Regions from separate parts of the Lactuca sativa genome. Here region 2 is linked to region 1. The links are chromatin contacts, called in public Hi-C maps. All regions are on one chromosome and are shown on one strand. The core of a region is the stretch at or near the end of the contact, and the rest is flanking DNA. Distances in the headings are between cores, read along the strand shown.

Region 1 (5,182 bases), core at 1,908-4,407:
TTTTTTGTTAAGCTCTTAAACCCTTCCCACAGGGGAAACAGGTGGCAATGATGCATATGTTACAGGAGCTTCATCATCTTCATCTACTTGTTTTGCAACATACATTTTAACTTCTGTATACTGACAAGATTTTCTGCATTCCATGATCGATATAGAAATCGAAAACGCGTGTAGAAGCGATAAAGACGAATCATACTCCACTGAAAATATTCCTTCCTTCAATGAAGAAAGACTGAAAAAAGGTCTCTCACTTATAACATCTCCCTGTAGAATCAAAATCAACAAACTACATAAGTGTGAAGAACACTAGCATCTATAAACAACAAATGAATGTGGGAACTAATTAAAACATACCTGAAAGAAAAGATCAAATTTGTTTGATCTTCTGTTAGATTCCAATTCCACCTTGTTTGTAAAGGTTCTCAATCTGCAGCCAATATCCCAACCACCACAATCACAAGCTCCACCAGATCGCCACCTGTCAATCAATGGTGAAGGTTCACCTTTGCTAGGTGCACTATGATGGCCACCAGGTAGAACAGCTGTCATGCTGAAACAATCTTGATTCTCTTCCTTTCTTAAAAACTTCACAACAATGGCTGCAAGTTCATCGGGTAGACTTGGGTCTAAAGATGATAAAACAAACTCCCTACAATTAGAAACTGAACAATTTGAAACAATCATTTGAGCTGTTATATTCGGGAGGAATCCTTGACTTGTGGCTTTGGTTCCTTGAGATAACCATCTTCCCTTCTTCTTTTTCACCTCATGAATGGTGAAAAATGTATAAATCCAACTGTTGTTGTCATCTTTTTCACTTGAATTTCTTACTGTGGCTGCAAGTATATCGTCATTGTTATCCACTGTGAATGTAAACAAAGGCCTTCCATTCTTGATTGCCATCTGAAAAAGAGCTTGCTTTGATGATGATGATGATGATGATGGTGATGATGATGGCGTCTCCTTCATCTTGTTCCTAGAATCATCACCAACTTTGACTTCCTTACAACTTCCGAAATCTAATTTCACTTTCGGTTTGACTTTTGGGTCTTCAAAAGTCTGGATGTGTTGACCGGAGGAAGTTGACTTTGACTGGAAGAATGGGTCTAACAACTTTTTTAAAGGACTCGGTCGATGATGACGTGGAGATATAGTTCTCTGAATTGTGTTTGTTTTGAAATCTGAATTCTTTGAAGAGACGCTAAGTTCTTTCTTTTCTGGAGTGATGGGATTTCTTTCAGACTTGGCTTCATTTTCAAATGGAAATGATGTTGGAATGTTGTTTTTTGGATCATAGGAATCTTGAAATTTCATCTTTCCCTTCAAAGATGTTGATGATGATGATGACGATGATGATTCAGGAAGATTTTGAGTATAAATATCATTCATTTTGGAACTTCTTGGCTTATTCCGTGTTTTCTTCCCACTATTACAAGGATCATTTTTAACATCTTGAGAGTTTTCAAGATTTCTTCGAATGGAAATTCCTTCTGAGGAAACGTTTAAATGAGATTGTAAAGTAACATGATGAGGTTTCAAAGGAGCAGAAGAAGAGGTTTGAGCTCTACTTGAATGAGGAGAAGATTCATCAGTTGAAGATAATAAAGACGAGTTACTTGTAGATGGTGAATATTTGTTACTTCCCACAAGACCCTGTTTTTGACGATGATATTGCCATTTTTCTAAGCGACCCCAATCCATGACACCAAAGTTCAAAGCTTTATCTTGAATAGGTTTTCCCCTTTCAAGAAAACTAGGTAAATTCGACATGTGTCTAACAATCTCTTCCATTTCCACCACTTTGTTTCCATTTCCACCACGTGTAGATGATGATGATGATGATGATGATGCCATATCTAGTAGTCAAAGATACCCTCCATAGTAGTCAAGAAAATCTGGTCATGCAGTCTGCTCTGATAAACAATATACAACATCAGAACACAAGACCATATGATCAGTTATGACATGCAATCTATTATCTATAACTTATGACATATGCAGCAATGCAGGTTTCATCAAAGTAAGCCCATTGGGTTTTCTAGATACTAATTTTGTATACCTGCAGCATAAGGACAACTTGAGGCTATGGAAAAGGACAATAAGAAACTGAAAAGGAGAATTATGTGGTCCTTGGAAATCATTAATACGAGTGTGAATGTGATAAAGATAAGGTAATAAAGTTGGAAAGTATCACAAGAACCCCATAAACAAGATTCCCTGATGATGAACAAGGCTCAATGACAATTAAACTGATCGAGACATTTAAGGGAAAGGAGTAGAAAATGAAAGAGGAGAAAGGGGAAAAGCTCATTAAGCACATTGTCTCATTATTACATCTCTTTATTTTATTATAAATGACGCTTTTCTTTTGTCGGCTCTGTTCTCGTAGCAATTAATATTTTCTCTGAGAGAATTAATTACACCCAGATTCAAGTTGTGGTTCGGCTTCAGAAGACATAGAAATTCACAAAAGGAGTGTTTCATTTAGCAATTCTTTATACACCAAATAATACATAAATGGTAAGATTATGTTGTTCTTTCTAACAATTATGAGAAAGAGAAACAAAATAGCCATAAACAGCAATGCTTTAGCAGCTATAGAAGAAACTGGGTTTCTTTTTTCCCATTTCGTATCCCAATTATTTCTTTAAATCTAAAAAGAAATCAAACAACAACTACAAGAATAGCTAAAGCAAACACACAACATACAGAAAACAAAACAAAAACACGGTATTGACATAGAACATCTCACCAAAATTTCAACAGAATTACTTACAGGGACAATTAGCGAAGAGGTATCTGACGACCGATGATATGCATAAACCCTGGCGGGTTCTTCAAGATGAAAGAAATTATGTCGGTGGCGGTGGGCACGATATGCGTAAAGTAAAAGCTTGAAACATGAATCGAAGTAATTCAGACTTCTAACTCAAAGAACGAGACTTTACCAAGAAAAAACACAGGAAAGGAGTTGACCCTTTACTTGATCGGATCCTTCTGTTTCGCGGAATCCAGAGGTCCAAAGAGAATTTTGAGAGAGAGAGAGAAGAAAAGGGGCAAGTTTCGATCGGACGGCGTAGAGAAGAGGTATTCGCGGGTGGTGATGACATAGGGTAGGGGGACTTCGGAGGGGCCTGAGGACACATATAGAAAGAGAAAAAAAAATTGAAAACAATCATGAAAGCCGCAGGTGGGTCACTTCACAGTACATGGGGATTGGAGCCTGAATTTCTCAAATTATTTACGGTAATCCATAAAACTTTATTAATTTATAACAAAACTGTATTTGTAAAAATATAGATAGGTCCAAAACAATTTGGATTGACCGAAGGTTTAAAATTAAAAATTTCATGTGATTTTGGTTTTGTAAAAATTGAAAGGAACATTTTACCCTTTTATTATTTTTATATTTATTTTAATAGTTTGTTACTTTAAAAATAAAAGAAATATAAAAGAAGGTCTCTCTTACGGATGCAAGCAATAATACATAATAGGTATGGTCAAGATTGAAAAAAGTGTTGCCAGTGCATGATAAATATATGTAAAAATCCAAAAAAATCAGAAAATTTTTCGCTGCATACAAGAAAAGTAAGTGTTGCTGGTGGCACACCTGGACCAAACAAAACCATCTCTCTCTCTCTCTCTCTCTCTCTCTCTCTCTCTCTCTTAATACACGGACAAAGTAATACCACAATACGAATCAAAATTTCCAAAATCACCAAAATTGCACCGGCTTAAAAGAAGGGCAATATATAGTGTAATTTTGAACTTCACATAACCAACAGGGGAAATGGAGGGTGTAATCACAATGTTTCTTTAATCACTGCATTTAAGGGGCTGTTTGTTTTTTTTGTGAAGAGTTGCACAACCACTTTTGTCTGCGTCGCGCAGACATATGCCCTCGCAGAGTGTTTGTTTTTTGGAAGTGCGCAGACCAAAAAACATCTGCGCGAGGTCTTTCTGGCGCAGACATGGGCCACTGTCTTCAAAGGTCTTCAGACCTCATTTTAACCAAAAAAAAAAAAAAGACCACCCTTTTTTTTTCTTTCTCTTTTTGTTGAAAATGCATTTTTAATCTTTATGACATGAAATTAAGATTGAAAAATTAATTTATTTCAATGGCTGCAGACGTTAAAAACAAACAGTCTTCTTATTGCAGACCGCAGACATTTGGTCCACCTCTTCTGCCGCAGAGGCTTGCAGATGTGGTCCGCAGACTGCAGACATTTTGGCTTCAAAAATAACAAACAGCACCTAAGTAACATAATTTTGGAAGATGAGATTCTTCCACGATTGTATTTCCTCTTATAACTTGTTCTAATTCGTCTTGTACCTTTTTCATTTCGTTGAGATTTTGTAGAAGCTCCGCAATTGTTGATATGGTATTTGTTTCTCTAACTACAATGTCATGTTTGAGAAAAGATAGTGTATACAAAAAAAACAAGTTAAAACAACTTCCGTATATTAAAACAAACAATTATAGGAAAAAAATTATCACGAGAAGATGTAACGTCTGTAATTTTGGGCTAGACAATTGAGATATAATAAATGATAATTATTATAATTTGAACCCTCGAATTAGGAGATCGCTAGTCTTGCATGTCGCAAACTACATATTATAAGACTTTTAAGGAATTTATCGATAAATGATAAAACGACATTTGATAGAAGGTTATGTGGGATAAATAATTTTTGTCAAAGTTGTAGTTGGTGTAACTAATTCTGACAATTCTCGACACGATATGATATAAACGGGTTTGGGTTGAGCTTTTCAACCTGTCAAACCGTTTATTAAACAGGTCATATATGGGTTTCTCAAAAAATATACGGGTGGACCTGCCAACCCGTTTAGAAGTTTAATAAAAAAAATTATATGTTTTTTTAAATGGATTAAGTATTATACACTATGCAGATTATACTTTATACTAGGATAGGATACTTAATATTATTGGCTATTTGACCCATGGGTAACCATTTGCTTATTTGCATTGCAACACGTTTAACCTTTGCCCTAAATAATGTCAGTATCTCAGAAACAAAATCGAATAAGCCCTCTATCGGTATCTCCTCTGTGATGAACGACATAATGAACTTACAAAAAACGACGGCATGAATGATTGAATCATTATCGAATGTCATCGAAGCATGTGATTGAATTTATCTATGTTTGTATTAATGTTTT
Region 2 (5,182 bases), core at 899-3,398, 200 kb before region 1:
TAAGTATGGTCGATCCACAAAGACACGAGATAATTAGTATATACCTCTTTGCGCAAGGTACTATGGTCACCAACAGTAAATAGGGGGGTTTAGAATGCAATAACTAAACAAACAAATTAAAAACACACATAATTGGCTAAATGAGTGAATTAAGTTTAGATTTTGTAAGGACTCCAACTTCATGTACTTCATGTATGACAATCCAGCAATGGGAATCAAAGACGACAAGACATTCGTTTCATTCTATCTAAGTTGGTACTTGAAAGTGTTAACAAGCTCTAACACTTTCCATTCACCACATTAATCAATCAAAACAAGCTCTTTGATTAATCCTAACCTTACTAACCTAATCTAAACAAGCTCTTAGAATTAGATTAAAAGATTGCATTAAGCTTATTGTGAATGTTCCCAACAACACCCAATACTCCTCACAAGCTCGGGAGCGTAAGAATGTGTGAAAAGATTTACACTAAATTCATTCATAAGAAATCAATTTAATGCTTGTTACTTAGTTCAATTCACAAAACAATTACAAATTTTGCAAAATGAATAACTTGAATGACCTAACCCTAATTCAAATGGCCAATAAGAATCATTATTAGAATCAAACATTCTATTGAAGTAAAATCAGTTTCACTAGATAGAAATTAAACACAAACATCAGGTCATATGATTTGATTCGCAACCAAAAAGTCAAAACATGAAAATGGAGAAGTTAGGGTTCTAGCCACACATGGCTAGAACAAGATTAACAAGTTTAAAAGATGAAATTAAGTGCTAAAGTGCTTACAAAGAAGAATTTAAAATGTTTCCAAATGATTAACGGACAAACCCTTTCTAAAACCTTCGAATTTTCCTATCCAAAAGTGCTCTGATATGTTGTGTGTTTGTAAAAATTGCCCTTAACCCGTAATATGAAAGATAGGAAAAACTGTCAAAAGTTGGTTTTTGGGTCGAACACGACCCGTGTTGATTTGCACTAAACTGACACGGCTCTTGTTCAGCATGGTCAACAACTCTCATTTTGGTCAACACGGCCCGTGTTAAAATAGGCTAAACTGACACGGCCCCTGTTCAACATGGTCAACAGCTCCCATTTTGGTCAACACGGCCCGTGTTGATTTTGCATTGTAAATCCAACACGGCCCGTGTATTCCTCTGACTCCAATTCCAAACTTGATTTTTTTCAACTTTTCCGTTCTTCGCCTGATCATCCCGAAATCTTCACCAATGCTTCCCGACACTTCCCAAAGCGCGTTCCAACCTCCGGTTTACCTGAAAAGGACATAAAAGTGTGCAAATAAGGTTGTTCTAGAGACTAACATGAATATGATGAAATGCAAGATAAATGAAGAACAATTATGCTAAATAGATGTATGAAAATGGACTAAATGGTGCACAAAGAGGTGCATAAAGTGCACCTAACATTACCAATGTTGATACTTGGGTTTTTGTCGGTAATGTAATGTATTGTGGTTTCCAATCACCGATGATGTAGTGTATTTTGGTTTACAAGGAAGGTAGCAGGAAAATGAGGAAAGAGAAATGGAAGAGGGTGATACATATTTTATTTTTTTAATCTAAAAGATAAACAAAATAAAAGAAATTTAAGAGAAATAATTATTAAGGATAAAAAAATCATTTTATATACATAAGATTGTCCAAGTGAAAAAAACAATACATAAACAATCCAAGTTAATTTTTATAAATAAAAACTAAATGTATTTTTTTGGCCCTACGCAAAAGACAATTCATGTATTCTACTCCAAAAAGTGATATTAGCTTAGCCTTGTAGTAAGAAATCTTTTATTTCTGTTTCATTTAAATACGACACTAATAGAAGCCCCTACTTGAGATCGGTTTGTAGGCCCAATTATTATTTAGAATTCAGTTTATATGGGCAAGACCTGAGGGTTGTTTGTTTGTCAAGAATGAAATGAAATTAAGGGAAAATAATTCTAATTCTGTTGGTTGTTTGTTTGGTAGAAATGGAAAGGAATGAAATTGAAGAGAAAATGATTCTAATTCCTTTGGTTATTTGTTTGGTAGGAATGGAATGAAATTTAAGAGAAGGTGCTGAATTAAATTTTTTCCTTCAGGAAAATTCGTTCTTTCACCGTCCTAGTGGAATTAATGGAAAATGGAAAATGGCAATTACGATTTTGCCCTCACTAAATATTACCAGTTTACCACACGCTTCATCAGGTAAACCTAGACATCTTCTCATTCTCGTTCAGCCGACAACCTCTCCATCGCGTCTTCTCCACTTCGTCACAGGGTCGTTCAAGGAGCTTCATCGCAGGTAATATCTCTCTACCTCTACCTCTACCTCTATCTCCCTCTCTCTTTAATCGCATTTTATACATTCGAACCAAACAACCCCCTCTGAAGTCGATCCCAAACAGAGCTACCGTGACATCGCTGGAGGGTTTTTTTTATTCTTCAATCGCTATTGTGACCCCTCTGATATCATGATATCAGAATCTGAAAAAAAGTCCCTTTCTTTCTCTTCAATAGTTTTATTAGTCGAACTTGATTTATAGTGGATGTGATTTCGGGATGCTTTTTTGTTGTAAAGAATCGAGTCTTTTTTGGTTCTGAATGGATCTGAACCATACTTACCAATGAGATAGTGAGAAATGATCGAATTCTCACTTTGTTCTTGCTTTTGATCGTGATTGATTGGTTAATATGCGTAATTGGATTATTTGACATAACAAAAAGCAGTCCGATGTTTACCCTTACCAGAAGTATCCCTTTTTGTAAATCTTCCAAGTCAGTCATAGTTTAAAGACTGATTTAGGGAGTTGTTGATCATACACACCTATTTGTCTAATGCATTGTATCAATTATGGTTGCTAGTAACATTTTTCTGAATCGATAGAACAGAAATTCTGCTGTGGTTTCATTTTCTTATGTGAAAATACCTGCTAATTGGTCTGATACTTTTCAAACACTTATAATCTGTATTTGAAATTTTGCAGGTTATTGTTAGTTTCTTCATCTCCACTCAACCTACAATGGCTGCAAATAATGAGATGCCCGTTGCATTAGACAAGGAACAGGTAAACTCCATTTGATTTGTTTTTAGCAATTCATTAGTCTGAAAGAAAAAAAATGCATTGCATCTCCATTTGTTTTCTTGTATTTAAAGATTAGGTTGTAGTTACTTTATTGTGTTTTTCTTGATGTATAGATCTTTGGAATGGCAGAGAAGGAGATGGAGTACAGGGTTGAATTGTTTAACAAGTAAGAACCTTCATTTTTGGATTATTTTGTTATGTGTTTAAAATTCATCATGCCTAGACATAAAGATTTTAGACCTTTCTATTAATTAAACAACACCCTATAATGTATATTCTCTTCCATTTCCTGTGTTGTGCAAGTTTTATAATATTTAACACATATGTATGATTTGATGCAGGCTAACTCATACATGTTTTGCTAAATGTGTTGAGAAAAGGTATCATCTCTTCTCTTCACAATAATAATAAAAAAAGTCCTTCAAGGCACATTAATTCAAAATATGGTGTTTCAAAGATGTGATTTTGAATAGCTTAATTGTTTTAGGTACAAAGAGTCTGAGTTAAACATGGGTGAAAACAGCTGCATTGATCGTTGTGTTTCAAAATATTGGCAGGTAACATTTCTTTAAATATTTTTTCAAGATTTATAATCATAATGTAAACAAATATATATAAACCTTTTCAAACATATGTGAATATGTAACATGCTCTCTCATTTATCTTCAGGTCACAAATCTTGTAGGCCAACTACTTGGTTCTGGGAGACCACCAATGTGAATCTTCAACTTTGGTTTTTAATATTAATTATAATAGTCAAGGATTCTTTAGATTTTTTTTTTTGTTTTGATGATTGATGAAATCATATAGATCAACTAAGTTGTTCAAAACCCTGAAATAATTTTGGAGTATTTTCAGAATATTTCTATGAGTGAACCAATGCCATGAATTTTATATGCTTCATTTTCTTTCACATCTAATGCTTTTAACTTTTAAAGAACAAATGTTTTTTAGAAATTTTTGTGGGAGGTAGATATATTTGTTAAAATTTGATATATGAATTATTGTAATGTAGTGTTTGATAAAACTATAAAAGTAGTTTATTGTAATGATGTAGTTTACAAAGTAGCTTACAAGATAGTTTATTGATATGTTAGCTTGAAGCAATTAGTTGATAAGTTAGCTTATAAACGAAAAACTAAATTTTAAGTTAGTTTGTCAAAACATAATCTTAGAGAAAGGTAAAACATGCAAAGTAGGTCTTGTGGAGACTAGAAATTAAAACCTTAAATATAAATTCTCAAAGTTTACCCTTGACAATAATTTAGAGACGATGTTTTTTTTTCAATTTATAGAACTTGTTTCTTACAGTTTTGTAAGAATTCTAAAGTATTTTTTTTGTATGCTTACAAATTGCAATGTTTTAGTTTATGTTGTTATCTCTCATCGTAAGTGTTTTCATTTGGGTGGGATATTCATAAAAATGACCACAACATCTCCAATGATGTTTAAAGGTCCAAATGTCATATCAGCAATTTATAAACTTTTATATATTATAAATGAGTCTCACTTAAATATTTACACATTAACTTATAGTTTTTATATTAAATAATAAAATCAAACAAATAACATATGTTTTTTTTAAAGCGAAAAAAACCTGACAGACGATATTTTTATAGTACAAATTTATGTGTTTAGAGTAAATTACACCAATGGTTCCTATGGTTTAGGGTAATTTGCATGTTTGGTCCCTAACTTATTTTTTTAATTCGGAAGGTCCCTACTATTTGTTTTTGTTACGCGCCTAGTCCTTGTCTCACCTAAAAAGACTATTTTGCCCTTGATTTTTTAACTTATTTAAATAAACACACCCCCAACCCCAACCCCCTCACATTACCCTACCTACCATACCATTTTTCTCTATTTAAATAATAGTCTTTTTAGGTAAGACAGGGACCAAGCGCGAAACAAAAAAAAAGTAGGGACCAAGCGCGTAACAAAAACAAACATTAGGCTTTCCGAGTTAAAAAAATAAGTTAGGGACCAAATGCGCAAATTACCCCAAACCATAGGGACCAGTCGTGTAATTTACTCATGTATTTAATAAAACATTGTTACGATCTTATTTCATAACTTACAAATTAGGAGTGAGCATAATA

What was found. Hi-C and Micro-C count contacts between places; a contact is called where the count stands out from the background.
Region 2: a contact with region 1 is called in a Hi-C map of leaf, with 4 times the contacts expected there. The contact joins the promoter of LOC111907502 here to the promoter of LOC111907500 in region 1. A contact is called at or near these places in 3 of 4 Hi-C or Micro-C datasets (leaf and seed).

What each region holds. Positions count from the first base shown.
Region 1 is chr9:29,370,690-29,375,871 of Lsat_Salinas_v11, reverse strand. It overlaps LOC111907500, which reads right to left and starts at 3,157. Exons shown (of 3, transcript XM_023903298.3): 1 at 2,777-3,157; 2 at 355-1,908; 3 at 1-264. The coding sequence starts at 1,854. The coding sequence ends at 16.
Region 2 is chr9:29,566,067-29,571,248 of Lsat_Salinas_v11, reverse strand. LOC111907502 (mitochondrial import inner membrane translocase subunit TIM10) reads left to right here and starts at 2,148. Exons shown (of 6, transcript XM_023903301.3): 1 at 2,148-2,302; 2 at 2,985-3,065; 3 at 3,197-3,249; 4 at 3,425-3,463; 5 at 3,571-3,640; 6 at 3,753-3,996. The coding sequence starts at 3,021. The coding sequence ends at 3,803.